Linked DNA regions of Mus musculus: region 2 is linked to region 1. The links are chromatin contacts, called in public promoter capture Hi-C maps. All regions are on one chromosome and are shown on one strand. The core of a region is the stretch at or near the end of the contact, and the rest is flanking DNA. Distances in the headings are between cores, read along the strand shown.

What was found. Capture Hi-C pulls out chosen DNA fragments and counts their contacts.
Region 2: a contact with region 1 is called in a promoter capture Hi-C map of liver. The contact joins the promoter of 1700014D04Rik here to the promoter of Agtpbp1 in region 1. A contact is called at or near these places in 11 of 39 promoter capture datasets (the C10 cell line, the HPC-7 cell line, HPC-7-derived erythroid cells and 5 more), 3 of 484 Hi-C or Micro-C datasets (bone marrow-derived macrophages and embryonic stem cells), 5 of 115 datasets of contacts at active chromatin or transcription factors (embryonic stem cells and pro-B cells) and 4 of 9 other capture datasets (adipose tissue, liver, macrophages and 1 more).

Annotation. Positions count from the first base shown.
Region 1 is chr13:59,554,437-59,560,848 of GRCm38.p6, reverse strand. It overlaps Agtpbp1 (ATP/GTP binding protein 1), which reads left to right and starts at 3,547. Exons shown (of 26, transcript NM_001377097.1): 1 at 3,547-3,751.
Region 2 is chr13:59,745,507-59,751,982 of GRCm38.p6, reverse strand. It overlaps 1700014D04Rik (spermatogenesis-associated protein 31D1), which reads left to right and starts at 5,112. Exons shown (of 2, transcript XM_017315672.2): 1 at 5,112-5,228.

The DNA.
Region 1 (6,412 bases), core at 2,298-4,797:
TGATACACTAAACAATTAACTTTTCTTCTTTAGATACTGCAATGCCCATAACAAACATTGAGAAATAAAAATGTTTTAAATGACCTGTAATGATACGAAGCATTATCTATTGCTAAAACTTCTAATGTATATTCTTCCAAGCTTTTAACAGATAAAAACAGATTTTTACAAATATAGATAGCATCATGATAACTTCCTCATTTGTATAACAAAATATCATGAATATGTACTGATACCATTTGTAAATTGGATGCCAAAGTACAGAGGTCACAGGCCACACATCTCAGTAACTGTAAAGAGGAGAGTCTAGAACTCATGGGCCTTGTCACACGTCTCAGGGGGTATAAAGAGAATCTGGAAATCACGAACCTTGATGATCATATAATTAGGAGGAAAATCCTCTTTAGTTTTTGTTTTCAATTTAAATTTACTTTTTTTTTTTTTTGTTACCTTGTGTGGTAACTTTAAACTCAGTAAAGAAGTACAAAATATAAAAAAGTGATAGCATTTACCCATTCTGGGCTCTATCAAATTGTAGAAAATACATTGGTTTTTTTTTCTTAGAAAATAAAATAGTATACGCCACAAAATCCTGTTCTAATACACATATATTTTGATAGTATTGAGTTCTTTAAATACTTTATGTAGGATTATACCATCCATGCAGCTCAGCCCCTTTCCCACAGGGCATGAGGGAATCAGAGGACAGCTTGCAGCTGCTTCTCTCCTTGCATCACATGGGTTGAAAAGATTGGATTTAGATCCCCTGGCTTAGTGCTCAGGGTCCTTACCACTGAGCAGGCTGGCCCTTAAAAAAATGAATTTTTATAATGAGCTCAGTCCCAGTTATATTCTTGGACTGACAGTTTAAGATTTTAGTTGTTCCCAGGTGATGGTGGCCCAAGCCTTTAATCCCAGCAAACAGGAAATAGAGGCAGCTGTATTTCTGCAAGTTTAAGACTAGCCTGGTGTACAGAACTAGTTCTAGAACAGCCAGGCCTACAGGAAAAAAAAAACCCTCTCTCTCTCTCTCTCTGTCTCTGTCTCTCTGTCTCTGTCTCTCTCTCTGTCTTTCTATCTCTCTCTGTCTCTCTCTCTCTGTCTCTCTCTCTCAAGTTTTCTGGCCCTGATCACCATGCCATTTGTAGCAACCAGATGGAAACCATGGTAAGACCTTTTACATCTAAATCCATTCCATTGTGTGCCATATAAGGGTTATTTCTCCCATCTCCCAGCTTGGCCACATTTATTTAGGTTCGGCTCAAGTTCTTCATCCTGAATTTCTGCTCCTCGGCCTATTTGTAGGAAATTCTTCAGCCTGACACAGGGCAGTTGCTAGACATTTCATCCAGTGAAGTTATTTGCTTTATTTCCCCAAAGATCTCCAGATGATTGCCTCTGACCTATATAGGTGTTCAGTAAATTGTTGATTGTTGAATATGGCGAAGAGCTATAACAGTCTTGCAATTCCGGAGGACCCACCAGGTTTCAGAAATCCAGGACCGAACTGCTGTCCCAACATTTATGCTCCCCACGGAAACCGTACTTTTGGAGAGGTCCATGGATATTCTAGATCTTTCAGCTACAGTTTCATTATTAAGTTTGTTGCATTTTGTAAGCCACAGTATTAAAGATTTAAGAGGTAAAGAAATCAAGAGAGATGGAGCCATGCTCTCTACCACTAAAGCCGAAATAAGTGAAGTTGTACAGAATCTCTGAGTTGCCAGGCTGAGGTGTGCCAGTTAAGCGATCTAGACTGACCTACATCTGATGACTCTTTTTTACAAGTTATTTTTGTGGCAGTTGGTATTGAACTGGGGCCCCAGTGCAAAGCATGTATCCGGTCACTGAGTCATGCTTCCCTCTAGTCATTAGTTTATTGCCACACAATGAGTGAGGTTTCAAAATCATTTGAATTCCACTACTGTTCAGGTAGGTTGGAAGCAGGCCTCTGGGGAGAAGGGAAGTGGAGGCGTACAAGATTGAGCTGAGCCTTCAAAGGAGTGGCTCTGGGAGAGAAGGTGTCTAACAGCATGGCGATGGAGGGAGATCTTGGAGGACCCTTGCTCCTGCACAGTGCTCTGGCTGAGGGTTTGGAGACAGCTGGAGCAGTGTGGTGCTCAGAGAAGTAGCCAGCTAATTCCCGAGTGCTCAAACCCTTGTGCTTCCATGCTTTTAAGTTATGGTCCTTGAGGCTGGGAACTCCCATGGGTCTGATAAGAGCTGGAGCCCAATCCTTCTCCAGGTGAGAAGGTTCTCACACTTGCTAAAGGTGCCATTCATCTGCAAGTTGTGTGTTTGCAATAACTTCAAAGCCAATGACGCTGTGGGTTACCCGGCTGTATGGGCCAATCTTCTGAGCCTTTGTTCTGACCATTAACCATACTTTGCTAAAGAGGAATTCAATTTATATGTATTTCTAGATTGCAAGTTGATTTAGAAACACGTTCTTTGAATAATGTCTCATGAATTTTGAACTACTAAATGTTCTTAGACAATCGTTTTCATTTTGGGGAGTTTGTGGTGGAGAGTGGTTTAAAGGTATTTTAAATACTTGAATCTATCATTATGTGCACATGTGTTATAGGTATGGGGAAAACCAACATTTATAAAATGGCAGTCTTTTGTTCCTCTCAGTAAAGACATCTGCCAAGAGCAAGTAGCATGAAGCACTGTTTCACACCTTGAATACGTTTTTTGAATTACCTCCACAAACCTGCTTGAACGAAACATAAGAACAAAATAAAAACCCCACAGGGCTCAGTTTAGTCCCCTATCATGCTGTGATAATTTTACATCCCTTACCAACCACCATAAACAGGGAGCATGGTCGATGCTCCTTAAAAAGGCAAATGATGTCTTTATTAACAATGTATCTCAGAGTATTTAAACACAGTCAAAACACAAGCATGCTCCCTACTTCTCCCCCACTGTTTTTTGCCTTTAGCTTCTGCACCAAGGTTTTCCATAACATCGTTTTGAAATGAATGGGCATGACATTTTGTTCGCAGTACCATCAGATAATCTCATTTACCTGGATAAATGGGCCATGCGCCACAGCCTTCACAGCCTGTTCTGGGTCAACTTGGGGTCAGGAAGGACTAGCCTCACTGTTTCCCAAGGTTTGATGGGATTTGGGAGCTACGCCCCCGGTTGGGAAGGAAAAAAGAAGGCGATTTGATGAACGTGTCGATCTGCTAGCGGGCTAACACGTTTACACTGGCCCACGACCCACAGGAACCCAAAGGTAAGGGCGCGCACCGCCGGTTGCCCACGCCAGAGTGGAGTCCTTTCCCTACTCCGCCCCACCCTGCCCCGCCCGCCCCGCCCCGCCCCTCCTCGCCCCGCCCCGCCTCTTGGTACCCACCCGACCTTGCGCACGCGCAGCTTGTCTTCCCTCCAGGCGTGCCGCCCCCGCCGGCGGGCACGCGCCCCGCGGGCCCCCCCCCCCCCCGACGTCCCGCCCTTCCCTGGAAGCGCCCTTCCCCCACGCGCACGCGCCCTACCGGGCGCACGCGAGCCGGCCCTCGGAGCCGTGAGTTGGGCGGGGCGCCGCGCTGACGTTGCCCGGGATGCGGGCATGTTCCGCGGCCGTCTTCGCCGCCTCCGCCTCTCCTGCCACCCGGGTTTGTATGAAAACGGCGGGCCGCGGGCGGCGGACGGCGGGAGAAGGGCGGCGGGCGGCGAGGAACCGCCGTGCGCCCCGGGAGTCCCGGGCGCGGAGGCCGAGCGCAGCGCCCAAGCCGAGCCGGTGAGCGTCCCCGCCGCCCGCGCGTCCCGCTCGCCGGCTCCCGGCGGCTCCTCGGTTCACTTGGCGGAGGCGAAGCGCGCTGCCAGGCGGCGAGGCGGGCAGTCGAGCGAGCCGGGGCGGTCGTCGCCCCGTGCACTCTCCTCCGCGCTCCGCTGCCCGCCACTCCCTGGCCTCCGCCCTGCCGCGCCCCGGGACCCTTTGATTGGCTGCTCCCTGACAGTTTAGCGCCGTGGACGGCAGTTTCAACACCTCCCCGGGTGGTCGGGGTGGACGTTGACTGTGTATGCTGGTCCGTGGATGATGCAGGTCTCGCACGGCGTGTGAGGTAACGACGGCGATCCCGCTGGCATGGCAGGCTGTCTGTGGCAAGCCCTCTCCAGGTGTTCGGAATGGTAACGGTGCCCATCAGGTACCCGGCAGTTCGCAGTCCACAGAGTCGAGTGGCTCTCCCGAGCGCTCGCTCTTCCTTGGCCAGCTTCTGACTTATTCTCACAGTTCTCCTTGCTTCCCTGAGAGAGGAAGTTATTTTTGTAATTGTGTTTTGGAAATGTTTCTGGTTTCGTTGGCTGCAGAAGAAATGATTTATTTAAGGCACTTTGAACGGTACGGATTTTAAAACAGGCCAGATGTCAAAACCAAAGTCCTGGAGATCTGTAATCAGATCCCTCTAATGGGCCGCACTTTGGCGATGCCTTAGTCCACCCGAGTTTCTCCTGGTTTGCTTGGTTTCTCGTTCTCCCGAGTCACATTCTACAATGGAGTTACACTGTCATTTTGAATGACCATAGAGTTTTGCCTTGAATTGATGGATCAGTGTTTAAAATTGTAATCTCTGTTGGACTCTGAAACAGACCCCTTATGTGTTTGACCAACATGACATAAATGTCAAATATATTAACGTAATTTAACCTTCTGTGGTATTTTTAGTTTCTTAAGATTTATACGCATATGCATATGTATATATACATATGTGTGTGTGCCTGTGTGTGCATGTGTGTGTGCACCATGTGTGTACCTGAGGAGGTCAGAAGAATGTGTCAGATTCACTGGAATTGGAGTTACATATGGTTGTGAGCCACCATGTGGATGCTTGGAATCAGACCCACCCAGGTTCTCCGAAAGAACGGCCCTTAATCATTGAGCCATCTCTCCAGCCCAGTGGTAGCAATTTTTAAATAAAGGTTTTCCAATTGATTTGGCTCAAGGGTTACCCCTTATTTCTTTTACATGTGTGTATAGATCAGAGCACTTTTGAGTTTTGGTTCTCTTTTCGACCTTGTGGTGCAGGTGATGGAAGGAGAGTGGTCATGGCCATGAGCCGGTGCTTGCAGAACCATCTTGCTCTCTCCCTTGAAGCATCCTCTTTAGAAAAGTCTGGCGGCAGTGCCGTGTAATGATTAACCCTGCATTAGTTAGAGGTAAAAGCTGCAAGGGCGTGAACTATTTTAATTTGTATGGCATCCTAAAGTTTGGATTTTGCCTTTTTAGCTTCCTCCTCAGTAGTCATCTTCAGAGTCTGCTCTTCTTGCTTGATGCCCTCAGCTCTGAGTTCAGATAGGAGGAAACGGTGACTGGTGATCCTCTGCACATCCCTTAGGATCGTAACTTGAGCAGCGGATATCGGTGCACATGCCGGAGAGGGTTGAGGGTGGGTGCTGTGTGTTAGACCTCATGTCACTGCAGGTCACAGTGCCTGGCTGTAGTGTCGCAGTGGCTGAGGAGTTGGGGCTCGGCCAGAGTGGCTGAGTTTGTGTCCTGGCTTGCTGCAGGCAAGCTGTTTATTCTCTGGATGCAGTTCTGTCCTTGCCCAAAATGGAGATGATGGTGCTTGTGCACTTAGGGTGATCTCATGAAGTTAACACGAGTGTGGCGCTTGTCCACAGAGCATGGCTCACGGGAAGTGCTCAGTAGGCATAACTGTTGCTGCTACTGATCGCCCTCGGTGTAAGTGGCTGAAGGGAGACTTCAGACTGAGCAGTGTTAGCACAGATCAGTCCCTAGGACCCACTTCCTTGTTTGAGGCTGAGAGAGTGTAGCCTCACTGCCCTTTGATGGAAACGTACATGTTTTAAATAGAACAGGTACGCCCTGAGCTGTGTTCCCTTTTAAATAGAACAGGTACGCCCTGAGCTGCGTTCCCTGGGATGGTGCTGGAGAGCTGAGTATCCTCGCTTGCCTGGCCTCTCTGACAGAATCTTGGCTGTCTCCCTCTTGGTGGTGGCTGAAATTTTACTAACCTATCTTCCAGGTTCTCAGTGACAATGTTGCTCTGGGAGTTAGAATTACAAAGTAATTTTTATCGATACATTATTTTGTCTTTATTTTGTATTTTTATCTTTTTAAAGATTTGTATTTCATATGCATTGGTGTTTTGACAGCATGTATGTCTGTGTGAGGGTGTCAGATCCCCTGGAACTGGAGTAGACAGTTGTGGGTGCTGGGAATTGAACTCAGGTCCTCTGAAGAGCAGCCAGTGCTCTTAACTGCGGAGCCACATCTCCAGCCCCTATTTTGTCTTTATTGACGTTACATAAAATGTTTTGGTTTGCTATTGTGCTCATTTTCATCTTTTATGTAATTCTCCTAAAAAAAAATAGGTCTCCCCTCACCCCCATTAGTAATTTTATTGTCTTGGTTCTTGGTTTGCAGGGACTTGATGTA
Region 2 (6,476 bases), core at 3,863-6,362, 190 kb before region 1:
CTTACATGTAATAAATAAATCTTTAAAAAAAAAAAAAAAAAAAAACACAGCAGAAGAAATCAAGAAAACAATCTCTCTCATAATAACCTCAAAACATGTTTCTTGGAATAAACCTAACTGGAAAAAAAAAAGAATTCTACAATAAAAATGTTAATATTAAGAGAAATCTAGAAGACAACAAAAGATGTTAGTTAGGGTTTTACTCCTGTGAAGAGGCACCATGACCAAGGCAACTCCTATAAAGGGCAACATTTTATTAGGGCTGGCTTACAGGATCAGAGGTTCAGTCCATCATCATCAAGGCGGGAGCATGACAGCATCCAGGCAGGCATGGTGCAGGAGGAGCTGAGAGTTCTACATCTCCATCTGAAAGCTGCTAGTGGAAGACTGGCTTCCAGATGAGGGTCTTAAAGCCCATACCCACAGTGACACGCCTACTCCAACAGGGCCACACCTACTCCAACATGGCCTCACTTTCTAATAGTGCCACTCCCTGGGCCGAGCATATACAAACCATCCCAGATGGAAAGACTTCTCATGCTTATGGGCAAGAAGAGTCAATATCACAAAAATGGCCAACCTATAAAAAGTCTAAAAATCCTATGCACTCTGTCTTAGTTTGGGATTCATTGCTGTGAAGAGACACCATGACAGAGGCAACTCTTATAAAGGCACACATTTAATTGGGTCTGGCTTACAGCTTCAGAGCTTCAGTCCATTATCATCGTGACAGGAAGCATGGCAGTGTGCAGGCAAACATGGTGCTGGAGGAGCAGAGAGTTCTACATCTCCATCCAAAGGCAGCAGGAAGAGACTGTTTTCTGAAAGCAGTCAGGAGGGGACTAGCATCCACACTGGGCGGGGCATGAGCATAGAGACCTCAAAGCCCACCCCCACACTTCCTCTCGCAAGGCCACACCTTCAAATAGTGCCACTCGCTGTGGCCAAGCATTCAAACAGGAGTCTGTGAGGGCCAAACCTATTTAAACCACCACACACTCCCAGTCAAAACTCCAGGACTGTCATTCATGAGATAGAAAAACACTCTTAAAATTAATATTGACAAGCAAAGTCCCAAATAACATAGAAATCCTGAGGAAGGAATACTGACGTAGCACCAAACCTGATTTCAACTTACACTACAGAGCCATCATCATAAAATTATCAGAGCACAGTCAGGAGAGGTTACATAGATCAGTGGGAAATAACTGGCAACCCAGACACAAATCCATACAACCACAGCTATGTTTTTTGGCAAAAATGAAAAAAAAAAAAAGACATGGCAGAAAAGGTGGCGTCGATGAGGGCTTCTGGAAAACTTGATCCCTCTGTTCTCAGTGTCCCAGTTAGCAGCGTCTCCTAACCAAAACCAGCTGGGGCTCAAGACGGGAAGATGAAGACCTGAGGAGTGTGTCCACGGCGTGATAGCCTGAAGACTTGAGGCGTCCATGGCGCAATAGCCTGTTCCCTTTTTGTACAGCCCAGGACACCTGTCCAGAGACAGAACCACCCTCAGGGATGGCCCCTGCCCCAGCCGCACCAACCACTGATCAAGAAAGTGCTTCACCGGCTTGCCTGCAGCCCGACCTGATGTAGGCATTTTATCAACGGAGGTTTCCACCTCTCAGGGCAGCTCTGGTTTGTGTCAAGTTGACAATTTTATGTCAGACTGACATACAACACATCACCTTTCAACTAACCTTTTTCTTTCTCATTTGCTCTCATTAATATCAATATCATATTATAAAACACGTTACAGTCTTAAAAATCCTACAGCCTTTTAATCACTTTAGAAGTTCAATCTCCTTAAAAAAAATCCGAAGTCTGTAAAAGTCCAAAATCTCTCTAAAAATGCAGCCTCTCTTCTTTCTTTTTTATTAAGTAACTCATTTACATCTGGATCGCAGCTTCACCTTCCATTTCCCCCTCTCCCCTTCCCTTCTTCCCTTCTCCTCAGAAAAGGGGAGGTCTCCCATGGATATCAGCCAGCCTTGGCATATTAAGTCGAAGTAAGACTAGGCATTACTTCTACTGAGGCCAGACCAGGCAGCCCAGTTAGGGGAAGGGACCCAAAGGCAGGCAGTGTAGTCGGAGACAGCCCCTGCTCCCGATTTAGGAGTCCCGCATGGGGATCCGGCTGCACAATCATTACCAGCTGTGAAACTGCTTTCATTTTAAGACAAGGACCTGGGGATGAAGAGATAATAGCAGTGAACAGCTCTTCCGAAGGACCCAAATTCAATTCCCCCCCACACGGCAGTTCACAACTGTCTGACACCCTCACACAGACATACATGCACAAAAAACCACCAATGCACATGAAATAAATTATTTTTTAAAAAACCCTTAGAACCTAGTTGTTAAGAAGTCACATTTAACACTTTTCAAATGATTGGGAACATAAGAATTTGTGAGATCTCTAGGTGCCACCTAGAGACTTAACCTCTCTGAGCTTATGTTCATTCATTGAGAAAATGCTCCAATGCCTGCCCGTCTTGTTCACTGGGTTGCTGAGAGAGCCCATTTGACAGAGTATTGGAAGACATTTGGAGGTCAGGGGCTCTGGTGGGGTGCTCTAGAGTTGAGTAGCAATTATGTTAGAAATAGCTACAGTCAGTGGAGAAAGGGTTAAGTATTAGAATGGTCTATCAATTAATGTTAATGGAGGTTATAGTTGGCAATGCACAATGTATCCACAAAGTATCCAATTACATCTTAATAAAGTTTCCTTTTTTGAGGATCCACAAGACCAGAACTGGGTCCTTAATTTCTTATTCCTTCTAGCCCTGGAGGAACTTCTGGGAGGTTACTGAAAACAAAGAAATTACAATTGGGGAAAAGAAATTTTTTTTGATTTTTGTTTTTTTGGTTTTTGTTTTTGTTTTGTTTTGTTTTGTTTTGTTTTGTTTTTTTCGAGACAGGGTTTCCCTGTATAGCCCTGGCTGTCTTGGAACTCACTCTGTAGACCAGGCTGGCCTCGAACTTAGAAATTCACCTGCCTCTGCCTCCCAAGTGCTGGGACTAAAGGCGTGCACCACCACGCCCGGCTGGAAAAGAACTTTTACTGAAACTTCATGTGGGTTTGAACCCTTGGCACAAGTCTGTACGTGAATATATCTGGCCAGTGATGCCATTTAAAAGGGCAACAGTTTTTGTTTGGTCATCTATGCCAAAGGACTGGGAGTTCCTAGCAGAAAGCTCAAGACATGGGCAGGGCAGCCTAGCTAGGCAATGGTGTTCAGGCAGCGCTCACCCACAGCCCCTTGGGGTGCTCAGGGTGGTTTGCAGCTGTTGAGGGGTTGCACTTTTTAATTCAGGCTTGAAGCTTTGATCTCTGTGAAACACAATTCTTCAACCTAGCTGTGAGCCCCTTCTCCCCAAGCCTGTGACCTCCAAGTTTCCATATCGCTCTCCTAGGTTCTACATGAAGCCTTGGCCAAGGTTGCAAGCCAAAGGAGTGGAACTTGTCCTCTGGACAAGACATGTGTGCTTAACTGGTGGGGTTCTGCCTCACTTGGAGTCTATCCCCTCCCGGGAGAGCTAGTAAGAGGCATGAGAAGCATGCAGACAGGCTGGAGCACAGCAGACAGAAGGGAGCATCAAGAGCAGGGATGAGGGGGTGAAGTGGGGCGTGGGCCATTCAGTCTTGGGTTCTTTTAACCCTGAGAGGAAATGCTACTTGGAGAACATGTGACACACTCTTCAGTTTGGGGGCTGTGGGGGACATTACCAGGCAGTGACAGCAAGTGTATTTTAGAAATAATCAGTGACAGAGCTCAGCCCAGGTTCTTCCCTGGCTTTGACAATCCTGAGTCCCACTCTGTCACCAAGGACTTGGGGACTTACCCTAAGTGTGTATTGTTGATCAGGCCCATGAGGGGATCATGCAATCACTGACATGACCAGGGACAATCTATACGTGGAGAAATGGAGATCACAATAATGATGTATGTGGGAGAAATGAAAGGAGGGAAGATGGACTCTTCTCACACAAGAACAGTACATTGATTTGTGAGAGGAAGTTTGTGTGTGTGTGTCTGTGTGTCTGTGTGCATGTGTGTCTATATGTGTCTGTGAGTCTGTCTCTGTGTATGTGTGTCTATATGTGTCTGTCTGTCTGTGTGTCTGTGTATCTGTATGCATATGTGTATCTGCATGTGTCAGTGTGTATGTGTATGTGTCTATGTGTATCTGTGTATCTGTGTGTCTCTGTGTGTCTGTGTGTCTGTGTAACTCAGTTAACTTGAAGTTTCACTAATTTCAGAAACATAAATGGAATAAATTAGACCAAAGAATGCCTGAAGATGCAATTGTATCCATTTAGCATAATCTATATTTTATATGAGTTTGACGATTTGAGTCCACCCCGATTAAAGATGTGAAAGTACTGTCAGGAACATGAAAATGTTCTCATCAGCATTTATAAATGTAGAAAGGAATGAATCTGAGTGAAAAGAAGCTATTTCATAGGTGACATGTACTGGAAGACATTTGTGCCTGAGACTAAAAATCCAGCCAGAAGCAAGAATTCCAGTTCCAGAAGCTGCTGGCCTTCTGGTGTGTGACATCATAACTGAGAGTAGCAGAACCATAAGGAGCTGAGGTGAAGCCACACACACACACACACACACACACACACTCAAACACTCACACACACTCACACACACACGGACACGCTCACAGACACTCACAGAGACACACACACACAAAGACAGACACACACTACACACACACACACAGATACACACAAGCACATTCACATAGAGACACAGACACAAACACACTCACACACAGACACACACACACACACACTGTGACCCTGGCCAGAGAGAGGGCACACAGGGAAGCAGGATGGGACTGGAGCAGCAGGCTTGGGCAGAGATGCCTCGGCTGGGACTTGGAGGGGTGCTGGTGGAGGGGAGTATTGAGGCTCACCCTCCTCCCTGCACTCACAAACCCTCTATGACTCTTCCCTGCTCTGTGATGCAGTGATGCTGCTTACAGCGAGGCCCACACAGCCTCAGCTCTCCTGGCAGCTGTGTGAGTCACTATGCGGAAGGTGCTCTCCATTCTGAGCAGCGCTACGGAACCATGGCTGAGCTTTGGCTCAGTGCTCTTGGACACTGGCCCACTCTACCTTGCTGAGTGCAGGGGTTGCTTCTCCTGTTCCTGTCACACCTCATACTGACTTCATTCTGTTGCTGTGGAAACGTCAAGGCCTCGGAAAGGTGAGGCAGAAGCGGTGAACTCCCTGGAGCGAGTCTTGGTTAATAGGATTGGGTGAGTTTAGAGTTTGGCTCCGTGTCTGAAGGGGGATGCTGAGGAGAGAAGAGAGCACTACTTCCCTAGGGAATGAGGTCTGGCAGGGCGGGGATCCAAGGAGGACCAAGGTTGTCACCTGGGCCCACGGACACCTCTCTGGGTGCACAGATCCCTGGTCTCATTGGCTTAGTTCCACATGATGGGTTCTCTGAAGAGCAGTATCTCCTGACACTTAGTCTGCCATGTCCCACCTCTCAAGCTCCTTCAGCAGGCCTTTCCTTAGCTGGGCTGGTGGAGAGGCCCCTGAGAGACTCTGAGCAAAGCCTGGAGGAGTCTAAGCTCTGTCCCTAGGACGCGGAGCTTTCCGAGGTGCTGAGCTGAGGCTGCTGGCCAGAGTCAATACCCAGAGTAGAGTGCTTGGGTCTGAGAGCACCCTTTATGATGTCACAAACTCTCCCTTTAGTTTCCCAAAGAACAATTGAGAATGATGACTGTCTTTCAAAGTTAGGACGGGAAACTGTTATTTGAAGTCGGTGTTCTTGTATATTAGCCGTCCAAGAGAAGCGGGGGGGGGGGGGGGGGGAGTCCCTACTCCCCCATTCTTTTGTTCTTAGCACAGGGTGGGACCAACAGAACAGCAGCAGGTGGTAGTAAAGCTGTCGCCTGCTCTGTTCCACCTGAGCCCCTCAAGGAGCCCCCTCCCGAGATCCTCGGCCCACAGTCCAATGACATCATTTTCTAGGCACAGTTCCTCTCAGGAGACAGCTCTCTCAGAAATGGCTTACACCTGGGGCATTTCTCCAAGCAGCGGCTCTTGGAATGTGGTGGTTTGAGTGAGATGTCGCCCCATAGTCTCAGGCATTTGAATGCTTGGTCTCCAATAGGTGGCGTTGCTTTGGGTGAGGCTCCAGAGGCATAGCCTTGTTGAAGGAAAAGTATGTCCCCAGGGAAGAACTGTAAGAGCTTAAAGACTCACACCATTTTAAGTCTGCGCCCTCTGCTTCCTGCTTCCTGCCTGAGGCTCGAGATGTGGGTTTTCCACTCTTCCTGCCACCATAGCTACTGGCCTGCTGACTAAGATTCTTGGCACAACAGACTCTTAATCCTTTGGAACTGTAAACCCACACGCATCCTTTCATCTACAAGTTGCTTTGCTCTTGCTATTTTTATCACAGCAACAGAGAGGTGGCTAATACAGAAATCGGTATGAAGCA